Linked DNA regions of Danio rerio: region 2 is linked to region 1. Evidence: chromatin contacts called from public Hi-C data. All regions are on one chromosome and are shown on one strand. Each heading gives the region's core, a stretch centred on a gene start, on an enhancer-like site or on the middle of the called end of the contact. The rest is flanking DNA. Distances are from core to core; before and after follow the strand shown. Region 1 holds the start of si:dkey-111e8.5. Region 2 overlaps gucy2d (guanylate cyclase 2D, retinal).

What was found. Hi-C and Micro-C count contacts between places; a contact is called where the count stands out from the background.
Region 2: a Hi-C map of an unstated tissue shows a contact between it and region 1, with 4 times the contacts expected there. The contact joins the enhancer-like site here to the promoter of si:dkey-111e8.5 in region 1. A contact is called at or near these places in 5 of 18 Hi-C or Micro-C datasets (caudal fin, embryo, hematopoietic stem cells and 1 more).

Annotation. Positions count from the first base shown.
Region 1 is chr5:38,966,052-38,968,855 of GRCz12tu, reverse strand. It overlaps si:dkey-111e8.5, which reads left to right and starts at 1,424. Exons shown (of 5, transcript NM_001100954.1): 1 at 1,424-1,436. The coding sequence starts at 1,424.
Region 2 is chr5:39,036,090-39,038,893 of GRCz12tu, reverse strand. It overlaps gucy2d (guanylate cyclase 2D, retinal), which reads left to right. Exons shown (of 19, transcript NM_131866.1): 16 at 171-265. Among named protein-coding and RNA genes, the nearest start is that of si:ch211-284e13.6, 11 kb to the right of the region's middle. Within about 2 kb of position 1,408, at least 5 of the 62 cell types and tissues checked have an H3K27ac peak or open chromatin away from gene starts, as enhancers often do.

The sequences.
Region 1 (2,804 bases), core at 175-2,674:
CTGCATTCTTCAGCAGAATTGTTCTTACACTGTAGTGTTTGAAGTGTGATGATAACCACATCTTTGAACTATAGATGTTCTGTATTGGTCTATACAAAAATATACATTTCCATAAGGTTTATTTATGCAGAGTCACTCATAGTCACTTATTATAGCGTGAACTGATAAACTGTAATAAATATAGTATACTTTAGTTTTTACTACAGTAAATTGTGAAATGTAATATAATATTCCTAATTTAGATTTGTTTCTAATTTGTTTATTTCTGTTAATGTATTTCCACCTCATACAGCTATATAATTACCATTCATTCATTTACTTTCCTTCAGCTTTGTCCCAGATTATAAGGGGTCGCTACAGCAGAATGAACCACCAACTATTCTAATTTCTAGCATTTTTTTGCAGCAGATGCCCTTCCAGCCGCAACCATGTACTGGGAATTACCCCGACAGATTAATTCAAGTAGCCTATTTTACTGGTTCAAAAACGATACACTATTTATATAAATTGCTATGGTAGGCCTTTATGGAAATGATAAACATTCCAAGCAATTCTTTTCTTTGTTCCATTCACAGACACGGGTTTGTCAAGATGATGGTGAAAATGTATCACTGTATTGTCAAGGTCATTTTCACAGATTTCTGATTTTGAAGAGAAATAATGGAAAGAACAAACACACGATGGACTAAATATGAAGAGCAAAGCGCCATCTACAGTTACAAGATTAGATTCACTCTAGCATAGAGGGTTGTTCCTGATTCCGTGTTTTTTTTTTTTTTTTTTTTTTGACTGCATCACCTGTAGCTACTATGTTTAGCTAGCTAGTTTTCATGTCATTTCGATATTAGAACTTCTTGTAACACCATGGACTGTTAAAGAACACGGAATATTTATAACATATTTATTTTGTCACCTTTTTTCGTGACTTGTCTGATTTGTTTTAAGATGTATGGCGTAGATTAGGGGTGTCAAATTTAGTTGCTAACACCGCCTCCAACCCTGTTTCATCACATTTACCTGTAGGATTCAAAGAAGACAAACGGACTCTATTAGTTTGATCAGGTAACTGAAACTCAACTGCGCAGAGCTTCGTCCCTTCAGGAACTGAGTTTGTCGCCTGTGGCGTAGATTATAAATCTGCTTTCACTTTCTTATTCTTTCAACCTCAACCCCTTCACCGGAAGAGTTAAGCGTTAAGGTGATCCAACTTTGCTCAGCAAGATTTCTACGAACAACTGTAGACTACTTAAGATATAAGGTAAGAAAAATGTAACAAACAGGTCAAGATCATTTAAAGATTTGCTGACCATTATAATTGGAACAATACTAGCGTTGAGAATCGCCTTTGTCACAGGCCTGTATTAATTGCCGTCTCTTGTTTTCTTAACAGCGAACGTTTTTTATCCCTTCACTTCAGAATATAATGTTGGAAAAAAGTAAGTCACATATTTGTTATATTCATGCTATTATTAATAAATATTTTTATTTTTAACCTGTTGACTTTCTTTCGTCCCTGGAGAAAAGTTATTTTTATTTCCCCACACACTGAAACTGATTGGCTTCAAGTTTCAAAAGTTATTCAGTTGATTATTTCACTATTTTATTGAAAATCCAAAGTAGGTCTACTTTTCAATAAAAAAGTATTAATTATCAAATAAATAGGCTAATTAAAATAGGCTAATAGTAAATAAAATAGGAGGAAATGAAATAAAAACAAATGGTACCATTTGTCATAGCATCAGGGCCCAGTATGTTCTTATTCTGGTCCTAACAACTATTAAAAAAATAATTAAACAATAATAATAAAAAGAATCGATTATGTAAACCAGGTGCTTCTCGGAAATGGCTATCTTTGCTTAGCATCAGGTGCACAGCAGCAGAAGACATTTGGCAGCAAACTATGAATTTAATTTGATTAATAGATGTCTAATAATACTACCAATTTACGTTTTTATTTTTATTTACATATGCAATGAATGTAAGCCTGCTAACTGTGTTTGGTTCAAATGATAGAATACGTACACTTAGTTTATATAATTAAATAATAATTAAGAAGGTGCTGATCGCAGAGGACTAGCATAATATTTTGAGGGCTATATCACGAGCTCAGATTTGGTTGGCCAATTGACGTTTCAGCACCACCTACATGTGTAATAAATTTTAAAGTGGTTTATCTGTTTTCCTACCCTAAATAATAAAAAAAAGAAAATCCAGCCAAAATTGTTTTTTAATTTTTTTGTGAGTAAAAGTAAAACCAAAAAAGGTCTTCTTTCTTTTCTTTATCCCGTGTAAAACTGGAAAACAAATTGTGCGTGTTCATTTTTTTGATCAAACGAATAAACAAATAAGAGCACAGTTTTTTGACTCATTAATTGGTTTTGACTTGTTTTGGTTTTGTGCTTGTTTTAATTGTTCGTTTTATGTTAAAAAGCAGAATAACAGATGAGCTTTCGTTTTTTTGTGCGTACCGAATAAACAGAAAAACGAAAAATTTACTGTTTTTCTGATGTTTCGTTTTCCAGAATAAAATGAATAATCAAATGAACGGATGGCACACAGACCCTTTTGAGTAGCCTATGTACATAAGTCAGTCAGTCAGTGGTATAACAACACACACATCATCAGTAAATGACTGAATTCATTGTTGGATGAACTATCCATAATAGCAGTAGGCTTGTACAATACAATCTGAATTGCAAACCGTTGCTTTTTGATGGAAAGCTGCATCTGGATTATATTATCATATCAGTAAAAAAGTTGCTCACAGATTGACTACCTGTCATTTAACTATTTATGATGTTTAA
Region 2 (2,804 bases), core at 159-2,658, 70 kb before region 1:
TAAAGTTTTTCTCACATGGGATGGTGGGCCAAATCAAAGGTTACCATAGGCCAACTTTGGTCATCTCTGCTTTAAAGTGTATTTCTGCAACACACGTTCATGATTTCTGTTTGAGATCCCCCGTATGTGCAGATGTTTTCTGTTAATTTGTGTTTTCCCTGTTTCTACAGCTTACAGAATTCATGTCAACCAGAGTACAGTTGATGTCCTAAACAGTCTCAAACTTGGCTACAAAATAGATACTCGGGGCAGGACCGAGCTCAAGGTATGAAAACACACACACGCGCTGACGTGTTTCTTCAGTTCAGGCTCTTTTACCTTCAGAGAAATTATTTGGATTGAAATGACTATACCTATAACTGTGATCTAAACAGAAAGTACAATAACTAATTCAATATTTGTTGAGAGAAAATTATTATATCATAATCACATCACATGATTATATAACTTACATCTGTTCCAATGTTCTGCCATCATCTCAGTCACATTTTTTTCTTCTTAAAGGGATAGTTCACCCCAAACTGAAAATTAGGTCATCATTTGCTCATCCTTCAATTGCTCCAAATCTGTTTGATATCTTTATTATGTTGAACACAACTGAAGAAAGCAGAAAATCGCGAAAATTGTACTTTTCCTACAATGGTCAATGGTTACCGGTTTCCAACATTCTTTAAAATATCTTCTTTTGTTTCCGACAAAGAAAAAGAGAAAAACACATATTTGACACAATTTGAGGGTGAGTAAACAGCAAACAAATATTCATTTTAGGGTGAAATATCACTCCTAAGTTGTACTTAGTATATAAGTAAAGCATATATAAATATAAGTTATATATTAATCACACTTCAGAACTGTGCAGTACGAGATATATGGGGAGAAATATGTGAAATACATGTGGGCAAATACCACATAAATGCTAATGAAATAAAATGAAAAAAAATCAATGCAATGGTTGATCAATAACATACAATCTCTTTCATTTGGTTAACTAGTGTTGTCCATTTTTAGTTTTCTAAAAGAATAATAAAACAGTTATTAGTGCTTTGTAATACAGGAAGGCTTGTATCTTACAAGTCAACACAGAAAATCCCAACTACTCAGGGCTGTAATGTACTAAATGTTTCTCCTTTGCATTTTGAAATGTGTCAAGTACAGGCAACAACACTGTCAAAACACTCTTACGAATTGGCTAAAAATGCTGTATTATGCATCCGGTCAGTATCTTAAACAGCAAACAGTCCACTGGCCTGTTGCTTGAATCCAACTGAGCGAACTCCCGTTTACAGAGTAGGTTTAAAATTTACAAAACCAAACAAACCCACATTGGTTAAGACTGTTAGGTTCAGTGGTTTCACAATGCTTTGATATAAACGTCCTCTCTTATCTCAGGGTTCAATCCAGAGTTTATTATTAACTCTGGACCAACTGAAAGTGTGATGCCTGCAGCTTACAGACAAACTTAGAAAACATAGAGAGTCAGTTTGATTCATTTCTCACACTTCACATCTCTGTTGAAGAGAACAGATATTGATATGTTGATATATAATATCACTGTAAACTGATTTAATATGGCTTTTATGGGTGACTTTACTGCAAATAAAGAACTGAGCATTTGAAGTGGGTCCAAACCTTTCATGAAAGTTGTCCTAAAACTATTAAACACACATTCTTGTCTTAGGACAATTTTGAAAAATTATTTTGATCCACTTCAAATGTTGATTACTGTACACTGTATATACTGTATACTACTGTATGCTTTATATAGGGGTGGGGTAAAATATTGACACAGTACAGTATCATGATATTTTCCATGACTATATTGGACAGATATACGGAAGTTTACATCAATATAACAGCAATTCTTTATTATATTATTTGTATAAACAATTTGTGTAGTGTTTTTATTATGATAATTTTACTATATTATTTGTACTTATTTATTATACTATTTACTATAAAATCCAAGTCCACTAGATGGTGGTGTTGAACTTGATTTTTATTTTTCTGAAGAGCTGGGTCACCTTCAGCATGCAGTAAAGTTAGTCAAATAATGAAAATGCAGCATCTCAGAAAGATGCATACTACATTTATGACAGATTTTTATGATAGTGACAAACAGTTTTTCTGCTTGATAATCCCATTTATCCAGCAGCAATAAAAAAGAACTGATGTTTCTGTTTAGTTAAAACAGACATTACTGAAAGATCTCATTTTAAGTATACAAAAAAAGTATATGATGTTGGAGAATACTGAAATATATTCAAAATCGCAACAACAATGCATCGTGACATTGACACCCCTAATATATATATATACCTTAAAGTGGGAGGGACTTAAACCACAAGTCGGTTGGGTTTAGGTGGTGTAGGTGGAGCAGATATTAATAAAGCACATCAGGTTACTGTGAGGTTGGGTTTAGGTTTGGTGTAGGTGTAGACATTCACAAAGCACATTATTGGACTCTGTGTCATGTACAAGACATTAAATAAATAAAAAAATTAGATTTGTACAGCCAACTTGGAGCTTGAAGGCTCTCCCATTCGGAGATGGCTCTAACCTTCGTTATACCCTTCTCATTTAGTCTGTGTCTGTTGTTTATGTTAACTAGTATTTGAAACAGAAATGTGCGCACATCTTAGAAGGCTCAAAGGCAGGTGCTCGATCATAAATAAACACAGTAGCAAAATATCAAAAGAAAATTGGCACACTGGCACTTTAGCGCTCACATTTTTAAAAATATTGAAACGCTTCGACCTGATGAAGACCATGTAGGTCGAAATGTTGTGATATTATAAAAAAATTTG